2 separate regions of the Mus musculus genome follow, and region 2 is linked to region 1. A link is a contact called in public HiChIP or PLAC-seq data. All regions are on one chromosome and are shown on one strand. The core of a region is the stretch at or near the end of the contact, and the rest is flanking DNA. Distances in the headings are between cores, read along the strand shown. Region 1 has its middle 12 kb from the start of Gm40424. Region 2 has its middle 33 kb from the start of Gm35895.

Region 1 (7,307 bases), core at 2,327-4,826:
TAGAAAGAAAGAAAGAAAGAAAGAAAGAGAAAAGAAAGAAAGAAAGAAAGAAAGAAAGAAAGAAAGAAAGAAAGAAAGAGAGAGAGAGAAATCTTGTATTAGCAGCCTTTAGATGAAGATGTAGAACTCTCAGCTCCTCCTGCATCATGCCTGCCTGGATGCTACCATGTTCCCACCTTGATGATAATGAACTGAACCTCTGAACCTGTAAGCCACCACACCATAAGCTATACAAATTTTACTGGTAGTAAGTCATTTGATAAGTGTGTTCCACCCTATAAAGCTAACCCATTTACCAATGCCACTTGCAGTATTATAGTGGTCCTAGGTGTCCGCAATTCCTCTAGGCTCTGCCCAACAGTTACCTAGCAACAATCTACATCTCCACCCTGGGTTCAGCCAGGAGCCAGCAGTATAAGGACTACTTGGCTTCTCTCTCTCTCTCTCTCTCTCTCTCCTCCATCCCTCTATCTTACCTCTCTGTGTCTCCACCCCCCTCCCCTACATGTTCCAGGCTGGCCTCTCCTTCTCTTCCCCTCTCCTTTCCCTTTCTGTCCCACCTGCCTTCCTCTGCCTCTAACCCCATCCCAGGCACCCTGCTGCTCCGTTCCCTGGCTCCCTTCCCCCAATAAACTTCTTTTGTTCTAGGCCTGTCATGTGACTTGATCCCAAGACTCCTTGGCAGGGACCACTGAGGTGCTCCCTCCAGCCGCACTATACTACATCATCTTATAAAACACAACAATAGTCATGATGGTGACAGAGCTAAGTGAGCCTCGAGAGACAACTGGTCCACTGAGAGTAAATGAAGTCGAGGTCCTGAAGTTTAAATTGCCTGGCAGCAATGTTCCCAGGAGCACTCCTGGGGCAGGGGGATACCCCATTCTCCTTTTCAAGCTCTGTAGTCTTGTCAGAAGAGTTTCTGTTTTATATATATATTTGAGGGGGGGCCATTCTGGGCCAAAGGATTAAAAGGAGAAAAAGAACACATTTATATAAAGTACTGAGGTAAGTTTATTCCCATATCCTTATCTGGGAAAGCAACAGGCAGAGATCATGTGACAGCAAACCCAAAACTTCTCCCCTCATATGGGGGGGGGGGGACGGGGACATGGGGAACGGGGGGGGGGGGGGCGGGGGAGGGACGGACACTGGCTGCTTTGATTAAATCTTAATGCAAAGGCTGCAGATTAAGTTGTCATTCTGTAGAAGTCTTAGTAGCTACAGGCAGGCATCTTAGCTGCCAGACCCTTGTGCTAATCATCGAAAGTCACAGCTGTCTTGTTTTTTTTTAATGGGTGTCCTTTATCAAGATAACATAAATTTACTGACAAAAGGAAATTCGTGGACAGCCTGGAGGGGAAGCAGGAGGTAGGTAAGAGTGAATGGCCCTGCTAAAAACAGCGCCCCACACCCAGGAGAAAGTGTCCCTGCCCTGGAAGTCAATTCACCTTCCCCGCTCCCCACTCAACTACAGTCTGTTAGGAAACCCCAGGCACAAGAGTACGCAAGACGGCAAGAACGAACGCCAAAGGAGGCTCGGAAGTGTGTGAGCCTCTGAAAGTTAGAAGCCAGGAGGAAAGGCTTGGCTAAAAATAGAACTTATCAGATGGATTAAAGTCCCTCCCGAGAATGTTATCTCTCCCCACAGGAGGGTGGGGGGAAAGTCTGTCAAGGGGAACACAGGCCACAGGATGAATAAGCAGAAAAATAGGAGGAAATGACCAAGCCAATGCACGGGGCGTGCGTGCTGTACGAGAGCTGGCAGAGACAGCGCAGCTCCGCAGCTCCGGAGCCCAGAATCGGAGAATTTGCTGAGGCAGGGCACTCCCCAAAGCAAGACACTGCCAAGTACGGGGCGGGGGAGCAGTTTGTCCTTCCTCCCCACCTTTTCAGAATTGAGGCATTCCCGTTTGATTGGATATTACCTTTTCAAGCCATTTATTTAAAAAAAAAAAAAAAAGTCTACAGAAAAGGTTTCTTGGGAAAGTCCGCCTTCCAGCATTTTATGGCACACACCCAATGAAATTTCCCAAATCGATAGTTGGTGAATCCTTAGATCCTTTCCCAAGTTCCCACTGCTTTCTGGGCCACCCCCAGCTTGGGTCAGGTCAAGAGGAACAAGAGAAGCTTCCTAGAGCTGCCGGCAGCTACTCCAGACCAGTGAGAGACCAACACAGTATGTCCAGTCCCCTCCTCTCTTCAGTCCTCTTCCTCAGAAGTCCTCAATAGACAAAAGGCTCTTCTACACCTTAATCCCAAGTTACCTTTTGACATCTACACACACACATACACACACATCACTCACATACACACATACACACACATACACACATACACACACACACACACATATACACACACACACATATACACACATACACACACATCACTCACACACACACACACACACATGTACACACATACACACACACACACACACACACACACATCACTCACAAACATGAGACATCCCGAATTGTGTAGTGTTTTAATCAGCTGAGTATTTATCCACTCCTAGAGCAATCTTTCTCAAGTTGGTAAAACATTATCAATAAGCTACAACAGTATTCCCTAAAACCAGAGATGTCTTTTTAAAAAGAATCACAAAATGACCTCTATAAATGTTCCCAAGAGTCAATTGGAGTGGCATACACCTTTAATTCCAGCACTCGGAAGAATCGAGTGGATCTTTGTGAGGCCAGCCTGGTCTACAGAGTGAGCTCCAGGACAGCCAAGGCTATACAGAGAAACCCTGACTTGGAAAAGCATACCCTGTCCCCCAAAATAATAAGAAAGGGAAAATAAAGGCACTCAGAAATGTAAGAGTTAACTCCCAGGAGTTAGGAGAAAGGCTTCCAGGAGAAAGGTTACTTGTCTTAAGTGGGGAAATCACCAAAGATCAAAGTTTTTTTTTAGTCTTATTTCAACACAGTTGTTCACACTGTTAAGTAGGCTGAAGGCTGTGTGTCACGGGGTAGGAATCTAAGTGTGTCAAGAAGAAAAGGCAGTGAGTGTTCCCTTTCATCCCTAGAAAGTGTATGTGACCCAGGAACACAGGGAGGTATCAGGCACACTGGCTAAAGGCTCCAAACTGCATTCCAGTGTTGTCTGCTCCAAACAACCGGTGCTGTTCAACTCTACCTTAAGGCGGGGAATATACCTCCAAACATCTCACGCCCTCGAGGCCAATGTTGCATAGAAACCCAAAGTCCCTCCTCAGTCTTATGAGGCAGGCAAAGAAAATCCTATTTAAGCAGCAAGAAAGCATTCAAGGACAAAGCTGCGGCTTCTGCACGCATAGCTGTTACTGAGTAAGGAGCACTCCTTTAGGAGGCTGGCCCTGGAACACTTGTGAATAACCCAACAGGGGGAGAGAAAATTTAAATATGCAGCAGCTTAAGCTTGCCTCTCCCGACTCTATTCGTGATCTTTATTTGCCATCCACTCTGCAGGAAGGAACAGAGACCACAAGGACCTGGAGGTCTGGAGTCCAGTCCTGTTATGCTACTCCATCACCGTAACCTTGGCAGAGCCACCTAACTGTTCTGAGTAGTTTCCTCATCCTGGAAAGAGGAAGAGCTGCCTCACTGTGGTTACAAAGAACAACAGTGTGTGCACGTAGCGCAGGCCCCAGGCACACAGGTATCCTCTGAGGACTCCAACCCGCCCATTGTTGTAGGGTTCCGGATGTGACTCTTTGAATCTGTCTCTGGCCTTGCAAATGTAGAAGCAGTGACCCGTGGTAAAGAAAGGGTGACTTTTAAAGGGCCCAGCAGGGATGCAGCGAGAAGCACCACATTAGAAATCATGTTTGGACAGGGCAAGGTTACTAACTGGCCTGGCAGTGTAAACCAGCACGTATTATTATTCCACAGGGTTCAAGTGTGGACCTCAAGTGTGGCTTCAGCTTGGGTTAGCTGTTGGTTTCCACTCTGTCTGATAAGTCTCTAACCAACCCTCTGGCCAGTGTTCTTTCCACACCACACAAAGAATTTAGGGCAGAAGCCAAGCTAATTTTGTATTTTTTTTATTATTATTCGAAATAGCTTTGCTGAGAACAATCCTTGCCCTTGATCAAACCTATATATACTGGGCATGCCAACTCCTGTCTCACACAAAGCGCTGACCAGGCATGGCCGTTCCCACCACTGCTTTCTGAGCACACAGAAAATTTTCAAGACCAAATGGCTGAATTCAGATGACCTAGTTTCTTAAAAAAAAAAAAAAAAAGAAAAGAAAAGAAAAGAAAGAAAGAAATACCGGCGTTACTTATAGAAGAAAACCAAAATCATGTCTGAATTGATAATTCATGATTCAGACAGCCCACAATCTAATTGGCATTAACTACTCTGCTAAAGAGTTTTAAAATGTACTTAAGTGAGGCGTTTTATTTCCATGAAATTGGATCTTTGCTCCAAAATTCAATCTCCTTCTGCGGACTCTGCCCTATTCAGATGATGTAACAGTGAGGTAGGCTCTTAACATTTCATTGCCAGGAATATAAGTGAAATTGATCAGATTATTTGCCAAATAATGTTTCTTCGGCGGGACCAAGTCCTCCCCTAAGTGGACTGTGAGAGCAAGGGACAGGAGAGCAGACACTGAGAATCGCATTTTCCAGTGTGATCTTGCAGGCCTCGGATCAGCCATGAGAAATTAGTGTGCGTGAAAAGTGATTTGTTGTGTGGTTTATTCGTTTAGGAGACCTTTGTCTGGAAAGAATACGCAAAGGTTAAAGAGTCATATCCCTTGCGGGGTCAAAATAATTCGAAAATGAAAGCTACAACATAGAGAGATTAGACAGTAATGAGCAGTTACGTGTTAAGCCCTCCATCCCGGGCAGCTGTGAGAGTTAGGTGAGACAGATACTACTTGCAACTGCACTGGGCAGGCTGTAGGTACTTCATGGATGCTGTAAGTAAGGATGATAGGCCCAGGTCCAGAGCACGAGCCTACTTTCCATTTGAGCCATAGGATGTCTCTCTGGTCCAGCGGAGTCTTGAGACTGAAGTGAACTCCAGACCTGATTCCTACCAGGACTATTTCATAGAACCCACAAATGTTTGGGTCCTCCCAGGGATGGGATGGCCTTCTCCTCAGATCTCAGGAAGCTTCCTGGGAACTGTGCTGAGAAGCGCCAATGGATGCTCGGGCAGGACCTTCCAATAGTGCAGTTCATGCTGGACTTCGGCCACAGAGGCTGAAGTAGAACAGAAGACTCTGGGTACCAGCTGATGGCTGTCACCTTCTGAGATCAAGTTCTGAGCAAATTTCCAACAGCATCTTCAGTAGGGGTAACCCCCATCCCCGGGGAAGTGGGGGGCAATCCCAGGCTCCAGCTTCTTCAAGAAACTCAGGGTTACATTGGTGGCTTAGTCCAGGACACAACAGCGAAGTCAGGCCGGGTACCCACATTGGGCCTACAAGGTTCCCTGCATTGCCCTGTACAAAAAAGCCCAGTTCAGCTGGGCCTCCTGGGAACACTGCTGAGTGGCTTTTGAGTTACAATAGCACCCTAGCCACCAGGGTACAGGACCTCAGGTAGTGGCTGTCACCTATCTTTTCAAAATCCTTCCCTTCTGTTCCAGAGAAGATAAACCAGCCCTTCACAGCCCTAGAGCCAATTTTAGGTGAGGGTCTTGCAGCTAGGCTGCCATTCTTCCATCTGTCCTGTAACCTGGTACCTTTGTGTGGCCATCCTGACCTGTAAGGGCCTTTGTCTTTCCTGGGGGTGAGCATCCTTACATGTCTGTTTACGATTTTTAAATGACACAAGAGATTCAGATCATCTGGCTTGGCAGCAAGCCCCTGAACTCACTAAGCCATCTCACTGCACAGCCCTTCCATTGCTGCAGTATTGCTTTCTCAGATACAAGGCTCATGGTTGACAGGTCTCTTCCTCCTCAACCTCCTCCTCTTCCTCACCCCCATCCTCCTCCTTCATCATCATTCATCACCATGTGCCATTAACTTCTGGTCTTGATGGCTTCAGATCTTCTGTCACTCACTCCATCTTCCTGAACAGGTACTGCGTTCATCTCAGACTGTTAAAGATTTTTCTCTTTTTTGTTTTTGTTCGTTTGTTTGTTTGTTTGGGGGGGATTTAAGTTACTGTGTGTTTTACCGTTAATTTGCTTTGGTATAACCTTTAGTTATGATTACCTTTGAGATCTTGAGGCTTTTTTCTGTTATTGTTGTTGGTTTTGTTTTTGTTTTGTTTTGTTTTGTTTTGTTTTGTTTTGTTTTGTTTTTATGTCTCTGGCCAAGTTTGGGAGCTTGATAGATACTATCTGAGCACTTTTGGGCCCTGTACTCTGTCCTCATTAATGCTGATGATATGAATCGTAGATGCCTAGGTGTTCAGGTGAGTGTCTCTCCCAGATCACTAAGGCTCTGAATGGTCTGTCTGTTGTCAGTTTCTTTACCTCTGGTTTTCACACTGAATATACCCTGATATCCTTAAGTTCTCGGATTCTAGGTACTGTTGTCTTTGGTTTAGTACCTAGTCTGTCCAATGAGGTTTTTCTTTGTTTTCCTTAAGATTTATTTTTATTTTATGTGCATGGGCATTTTGCTTCATGTATGTATCTTCATTGTGTGCATTCTTGGTGCCCGAGGAAGCCAGAAGAGGGCGCCAGATCCTACAGACTAAAGTTATGGACAAATGCAAACGGTTGGTGGGTACTGGGAATTGAGCCTGAGTTCTCTGCGAGAGCAGCAAGGGCTGTTAAGCACGGAGCCATCATCTCAGGCCCTGTCCATTGAGCCATCTATTTTAATTGTATTTTTCAGTTCTGCCATTTCTATATTTTACCACATCTATTTCTTTGCTGAGATAATTTTTCATTGTTCCTAGGGACTCTGTTGACACATTCTTATTGCAGACCTTTGAATCCTTGTGAAATAATGTCTACAGGGTTCATTTTGGTATTTGCAGCAGGCGATTTTTTTCTCATAAAATTTGTAATTTTCCTATGACTACTGAATTTCTGTTATTAATCCCAGACACTTTAGATAAGCTGCTGCAGGACTCTTGGGATTTAGATCACCTTTTGTGTTTTGTTACACACACACACACACACACACACACACACACACACACACACACCCCGGTATTCACATATCTGACTGAATGGTGCTTGCCCAGTCAGTCCTCTGCTTACCTGTAGAGTCATCCATCCTCGACAGACCACATACCTCAAACAGTGAGTTTTTCCACTTCTCTGAGTCCCTAATCTAGTCAACAACTAAAATGAACTAAGTTAGGCCCTGGGCAGGGTGGGGGTGGGGATATGGCAGCTGAT
Region 2 (7,307 bases), core at 1,407-3,906, 150 kb after region 1:
ATTCCTGGTATTGAACTCAGATCTTCTGCTTGGCAGTCAGCACCTTCAGCAGCTGAACCATCTCACCAGCCGAAATGTTACTTTTTCAAAACCCGTGAGAGAAGCAAGCAGAGGTCTCAGAGACAGAAGGGTGCTTTTGAAGGGAAAGAAATATATGGAGAAGGGAAGAGAGAAAAGGGAGAGAGAATAAAAAGCAAAGTGGTTTAACAGAGCAATATGGACCCCAGAATGAAAGCTACTGTCTGGGCTCAGGTAGTGCAAAAATAAGTACTATCCCAAGGTCCCAGCTTCAGGGTCGGTGGCTGGGTGAAGCCACTAACCACGTAGAGCTAAAGATAAAGGAGGCCCAGCACCCAGTGGCTGGACTGTTCAGATTCTACAACTTGCAGGCTATGTGACCTTAGCCAAGCCATGAGCAGCATCTCTGTCTCCCTCCTTCAAAAAACAAGAATGGTGAAGTCAGTGCTCATGTTCCAGGACTTTTCAGAGACCCAAGTCTCTGCATTAATACAAGGAAAGCACCAGAGCTAAGTACTGTGCTTAGTAGACACTCAGTAAGTACTCAAGGAAAGCACCAGAGCTAAGTACTGTGCTTAGTAGACACTCAGTAAGTACTCAAGGAAAGCACCAGAGCTAAGTACTATGCTTAGTAGACACTCAGTAAGTAACACTCAGTAAGTACTCAAGAAAAGCACCAGAGCTAAGTACTATGCTTAGTAGACACTCAGTAAGTACTAAGGAAAGCACCAGAGCTAAGTACTATGCTTAGTAGACACTCAGTAAATACTGCTACAGGCATGAATACAGGCGATGAAGGCCAAAGCCATCAGACACAGCAGAGCAGGCTATTGTACACAACTCCAGAAGGCTCAATCACACGTGAATATGGGCTATGCAGGGTGGGAATCCTGAGGATCCAGGTGGCTGAGTTAGTACTGCTCATAATAGCAAAGTAACAGACATTCAAGTGCACTTATGCCTAAGTTGTACATGGGATATTCATACAGTAACATACCATTACAGCTCTTCACAAGAACTAACCTGTATATATGTGGATATGTTTCCAAAAGACATTGAATAAAACAGCAAGATGCAAAATGACATATGTCACATGATATCATCTAAGAAAAGAAGATATAGACAGGAAGAGTTCCTATATTTTGCACATGTAAATATTTTTAATACTGAGAGAAGGAATACACACTTATAGCTATTTCTGAATAGAGAAAGAAGGAGTGCCTCTGTTACGATGTTCAGGCAACTTGGCTTTCTTCTGTGCTCCAACCATCACTTCATGGAATGTGCAAGAATAGTAGGTAGCTTGTTCTGTTTTAAGGCCCAGATCAACCCTAGAAGCAAGTATGCCAACATTGGCTAACTGTGGACTACAGGAATATGGGTGATCACTATTTTTTTTTTTCATTTGGACTTTTCTGCATATTCTAGTTAAAAATAATTGCACATCCAAGGGTAAGTGGTATGGCAAATGCATAAAGATGTGGACCTGGAGCACACGTCTTGGGTAAAGCACACATAGTAGTGAAAAAATCAGGTGAGCTATTGAATGTGGCACACTGACAAAATGGTGATACGGGAAATAAAAAGTACAGCAGCTCACAGCTAGGATGACCATGGCTCTCGGCCTGTCTGCAGAGAGACTTCTTCCAGCGCTGTTTCCTCTGAGAGTCAAGGGAGTGAGCCGAGCCCCAGGGCTGGGGTCACGCAGACTTAGACTTAGGGTGCCAATAACTAAGACGTGGGGCGTTAGTTAATGAGTTTCTAGTCCCTTCCATGAAATGGGAACCAAAGTCGTGTCAAGGGACAGGACGGGATGGGATGATGAAGCAAAGTCCCCAGAAGTGGACACAGGAAGTCCAGCAAACAGCGACTGCACGTAGATCAGGAAGGCGTGGCCTTGGGTCCAGGATGGAGCCGATTTGGGAGAGATTTTTTCTTACCCTTGGGTTGCCTTTTACCCTGCTAAAGGGTTTTAAACGGCTGTGTGGAAACGAAGAAAGCCGGTCACCAGTCATCTGAGAGACTGTACTTGATTGTGACATTCTTTAAGAGTTTCAGGTCTAGAAACAGTTGTTTTTTTTTTTTTTTAAATCACCACCACTACCCCCTTAAAGATCCAGTTATCGGTTGTTTTTTTCTTAAGTTTGTATGCACAAAATAATGGGCTTCACATTTTCATACATGTTTATTTTTGCACTTTGCTCATATTTGACTCCCTAACTGCCCCCTACCCCAGATGGTTCCCTTCCTCCCTACAAATAGTCTCCTTTCTGCTCTCACATCACGTGCGTGTGCGTGTGCATGTGTGTGTGTGTGTGTGTTTACATCTATACTCAGAATATGAAACAAGACAAAGCAATGTTTTGTTTTCTCTCACTGGCCTCTCTTGTTCCTCCCTCTTCCTTCGCTTTAGACACCTTCCACCCCCTGAGACAATCCCTCTCTTACCTCCACCTATCAGAAGGGACTTTTTACTCAGTTGTGTTGAAAACCCAAGCTTTAAACCTGCCTCCCGGCTGCTCCATTGGAACGTGCTACAGGGGATCTTGTTCCACCCAACCAGCTCCAGGGAGGGGTAAGCACGCACCGCACCGCTGGATGGTGGGACGTGCTGAACATCAGGGGAACAGAGTGAGGCGGAGTTAAGCACGTGCTGTGACTAATCAAGGCCAGCCTGGGGTGTGGCTGTCGTGAAAGAAATCACTACCCTATGGGCCCCCAGTTCCTCACAGCCTGAGAAAACAGTCTTGACTCCCAGGGAGCGTTTATCCAGCGGTGGGTGGGGTTGGGGTGGGGATGGAGCTGCAGGTATCTCAGCCCAGTTTCCAAGCTGCCCTGCTCCCAGCACGTTTGTTCAGGACAGGGCACACTGCTGCAGCGTCTAAAGTAGCCCAGGGGAAACCCCACATACAGGAAGCTAGTAGCTCATCCCAGAAGCAGTCAGAGCGCGGCGCCCTCTACTCTGACCTGGGCACTTCCCAGGCATAGCAGCCCACACTCCTTCCTGAATTTTCAACGTGATTTGGCAGTGCTTGTAGGAAGATTCCTAGCCCAAGGTACTACGATTGGCACCGGTAACTTCTACAGTACTGACTCTTCACTAAGTGTGATTTGTTGTATTTTATCTTATCAAACTAGAATAAACTTTATCGGTTGGAAGGGAGTTGCAAAAATAAAAGTAGATAAACAGACACATTGAAAGAAAGAAAGAAAGAAAGAAAGAAAGAAAGAAAGAAAGAAAGAAAGAAAGAAAGGAAGGAAGGAAGAAAGGAAGAAAGAAAGAAAGAAAGAAAGAAAGAAAGAAAGAAAGAAAGAAAGAAAGAAAGAAAGAAAAGAAATGCCCTCACCTAATACGGAATTGAATGGTATCTGCTCTAAAATGTGTGTCCACTCAGAACCTGTGAATGGAAACAGAGGATCCTCAGAAAGAAGAAGAAGAAGAAGAAGAAGAAGAAGAAGAAGAAGAAGAAGAAGAAGAAGAAGAAGAAGAAGAAGAAGAAGAAGAAGAAGAAAACTTGGTAAACACCAAGGACACCTGATTATAGTTGAGATTTTAATAATTATGCATCAATGGTAGCTTATAGCTAATTAGTATGAAAACTAAGATTTAGTAATAGAAACTGCATGCAGGGTATAGGGAAATTTCCATACCATGTGGGCTATTTTTATGTATATAAAACTACCTTAAATTTAAGTTTACTCTTAGAATCTACATGATTGTCAGTGTAAATGAGGGTAGGGCCATTAGGCACGGCCATGTTTGTAGGATGCCCTATTCCCCTCTAAACAATGAAAATCCTGGTAACTCCACCCACTCCAGTTTCCTAAGCACTAGAATTGAAAGAACTAGCCACATTTTCAATAACAGAGAGGGACAAAATCTATTTTATTTTTTCCCCTGTGTACTAGCGATATAAAAATAAAGCCACAGTGCACAGAGCAATCGTCACATTAATCTTGTGTTTAGTGCAGGGATGAACCCGGGGCTTCCCATATCCTAAGCAAGTCCTCTACCATTGAACTTTCCCCCAGCCCTACATTTTAACATTGCCCTATCACAAAAAAATGTGACCCTGGGGTATTTGGATTTTTGCTGTTGTTGTTGGTTTTGGTTTTCAAGACAGGATTTTGCTGTGTAGCCTTGGTTACTCAGGAAGTTGCTCTGTAGATTAGACTGGCCTTGAACTCACAGTGATCTACCTGCCTCTGCCTCCCAAGTGCTGGAATTAAAGGTGTTTACCACTACTGCCTGACTTGTTTGGATTTTTTAAAAGATTTATTAATTTTGCATGCATGTGTGCATATACATGTAATTCAGGTGCCTAAGTTGGCCACAGGCATCGGAACCCCTGCAGCTAGGGTTACAGGCATGAGCAGCCTGGCATGAATGGTAGGGATTGAACACAAGTCCTCTGCAAGAGTAGTATGCATTTGTGACCACTGAACCATCTCTCCAACCCCCCAAGTTTTCTTTCCCCCTTCAGGCTCAGCATAAGCCCCATCTTGTCTACAGTGGTAATGATAACTCTACTGTGAATCAAAGCTACATGACCAGGCTGTCTGAGACCTGCTGACCCCCTTCTCAAGGCTTTCTGATGCATAAGGCCTGAAACACAAGACCTGAGGATTTGCATCTGTAACTAGTTCCCTGTTTCTGCTGCTGGTGGTGGTCCAGGAGCACAACCCGCTGGTGTAGAATTCCCTTTAATTCTTACTTCTCCTTCTTCTTTGAATGGCTCTTTACGTTTAGAGTCTCGTCTAAAATGCAGACGGTATTTATTGGGGTCATAGTCACATTCCGTCACACTCAAAGATTGCAGCAGCGAACATAAGCAGCAAGACTCCTGCTCGTACAGCGCTAACATTTTAGTTATCAGAATATAATAACCAAACAGACCACAGCAAGAACTCTGAAAGGGGTAAAGAGAGTGTATATAAAGAGAATGTAAATAAATGTAACCAAGGGCAGGTGTGTGGAAACTTACCGCATGCTCGCCCATTCTCCGTTGTTATATTACCATGAATTTCTTAGCTGGTGAAATTGAGCCCGCCTTACTTCATGCAGAAATGCTTTGATAAAATACCTTCCACTCAGTACTTCATAAACACCAGAACCCCCTGCTTAACAGCCCTAACTGTCCTCGCTGAGAACTCCATCATTTACTCACTAGTGTGACAAGAGGTGGCACCTTCTCTATGCGCCCTGGCAGTACAGAGCGCACGGAAGCTCCCCTAAGCCTCTTTTATAAGACTTACAAGGACAGAACCCTCACAACCTTCAAAGGAGTCCTCAATACCATTACCCTGTATTTTGGGGGGGGGGGGAGACAGAATTTAGATCATGTAATAACCAATAACTTGGAAGGAAAACTCTATCTCGGGTAAGCCATTTAGACGGTAACTTTTCTACCCTCTGTAGCATGGTGGGTGTACTATGCCTTTTACATAGACAGATGCAAGGAGATGGAGGCAATGGATCATAGGTTCAAGGCCATCTTGGGCTACATAGTAATCCAAAACAACCACACATGCAAAGCTCTGATATCCGTTATACTGAAGATTTCCCTAGCTGCTATGAGTATTGGTATCAAGGTCTCCTACCTGTTCCGTGTTCCGTTTCTCTAGTAAATGGTTCCTGCTGACAAGAGCCACCTTACCTAAGGTAGCCCTCAGGATACAATGATAAGTGGGTCCTAAATGGCCAGATTGGCTCTAAGGGGTACAGCTCTGCTTGGTGGCTTGAGCTCCATGCTATAGTTTCTGTCCCAAATGTCCCCCATTGGGCCATGTATTAAGGGTGTGAGTCCTCAGACTTGTGCCATTGGAGACTGGTAACCTTTAGAAAAGGAAGGCCTTTAGTAGGAGGGCCTTAGGTCAAGGGGGTGTGTCCTCAAGGGAGTCAATCAGCATGACTTTTTCCTCTTCCTGTTGCTTACATCATGGCTCTCTCTCCATCCTGGGTACCCACCACACCACGCTGCTTAACTATAGACCCAAACAACAGAGAAATAGATCCCGGGCTATGGAGTCAAAGGAAACTTTCCTTTCTTTTAAACATTTTCTTTTAAACATTTTTTTTTAAATTAGTTTTTCTATATTTGAAATACGGTCTCACCGCGTTGCCTAGGCTTGCTTTAAATTTGTGAGCTCAGGAGAGATGGCTCAGTAGTTACAAGTCGTTATAGCTTTTGCAACAGATTGGTTCTCAGGGCCCACATCAGATGGCTCACAACCACCTGTAATTCCAGAGTCAGGAGATCTAATGCCCTCTTCTGGCCTCTTTGGGAAGTGCACTAGCATGCACACACATTTATTTTATAATCATCATCACCACCACCACCTTATGGACTCGAGTGATCCTCTCATCTCAGTCTCTGGAGTAGCTGGGTGATACACCACCATACCCAGCCACACCTTTCTTATACATTATTCACTCATCATCCCAAGTATTTTGCTGTATGTGTATCTAGCATGGCCTAGAGAGAGAGAGAGAGAGAGAGAGAGAGAGAGAGAGAGAGAGAGAAGATGAGAAGCTGGGACCCAGGCTTGCTCTGAGGGAGTCTATGTATCTACCATGCAACAACCAGGAACCTCAGGAAAGTTTAATATTATTATTAATATTATTATTATTAAGCATGGGGTGAAGAGTTAGGCAGCATCAGTAGGAGTTCTCTAGAGCCCAGGCTCAACTATAAACACGCAGAGAGGAAGCTCTGCTTGAGAGCCTTTCTGTGCTCTGCTAACATTTGCTCTCAGACCAGAGAGAGGCATTGCCACTCCTTTGAGCCTCACTCCTTTTGCTTTGCCATGCGCCCTTGGGTCTGAGGCTTTGGGGGTCCTTCCCTTGTGCTTCATCTCCTTTATATTCACTCACTCAAGGCTTCCTCCACCCGCACTGCTGCTGTAGTGACAGAGCACTAACTCACACACCCCTGAGTCAGAACAATGCTAAAGCTGACCAGGAATAGTTTAACTGTCCAGCGTCAGTCGTAGTTCATTCAGGCTGCCATAATGGTCCAGGTGACTTATAAACAACAGAACTCTCCTGCCATTCAGAAGGCTGGGAAGCTTAAGATCATGTCACCAGCGTGTTCTGAGGGAAACTCACTTCCTGGTTCACCTCACATGTAGTAAGCGATCTCTGAAGTGACATTTATAGTATGAGACAATTCTAGCTGTGCAAAGAAAGAGACAGAAGGGAATGAGAGAAAACAAGTGGGTTTCCTCTCATGGTGAGATAGATGCTAGTGAACAGAAGCAACAGAGACCATGTATGCAAGGTGTAGTGG

Evidence for each region. HiChIP or PLAC-seq counts read pairs in DNA pulled down with a chosen protein or histone mark.
Region 2: an H3K27ac HiChIP or PLAC-seq map of embryonic stem cells shows a contact between it and region 1, with 2.4 times the contacts expected there. The contact joins two enhancer-like sites. A contact is called at or near these places in 19 of 484 Hi-C or Micro-C datasets (the HL-1 cell line, embryonic stem cells, extraembryonic ectoderm and 1 more), 21 of 115 datasets of contacts at active chromatin or transcription factors (acute myeloid leukemia, differentiating embryonic stem cells, embryonic stem cells and 5 more) and 1 of 9 other capture datasets (embryonic stem cells).

Annotation. Positions count from the first base shown.
Region 1 is chr12:54,161,280-54,168,586 of GRCm38.p6, forward strand. No RefSeq gene overlaps it. Among named protein-coding and RNA genes, the nearest start is that of Gm40424, 12 kb to the right of the region's middle. Within about 2 kb of position 3,577, at least 119 of the 459 cell types and tissues checked have an H3K27ac peak or open chromatin away from gene starts, as enhancers often do. A contact at or near this core is called in differentiating embryonic stem cells, embryonic stem cells and extraembryonic ectoderm, where this site is marked.
Region 2 is chr12:54,314,450-54,321,756 of GRCm38.p6, forward strand. No RefSeq gene overlaps it. Among named protein-coding and RNA genes, the nearest start is that of Gm35895, 33 kb to the right of the region's middle. Within about 2 kb of position 2,657, at least 95 of the 459 cell types and tissues checked have an H3K27ac peak or open chromatin away from gene starts, as enhancers often do. A contact at or near this core is called in differentiating embryonic stem cells, embryonic stem cells and extraembryonic ectoderm, where this site is marked.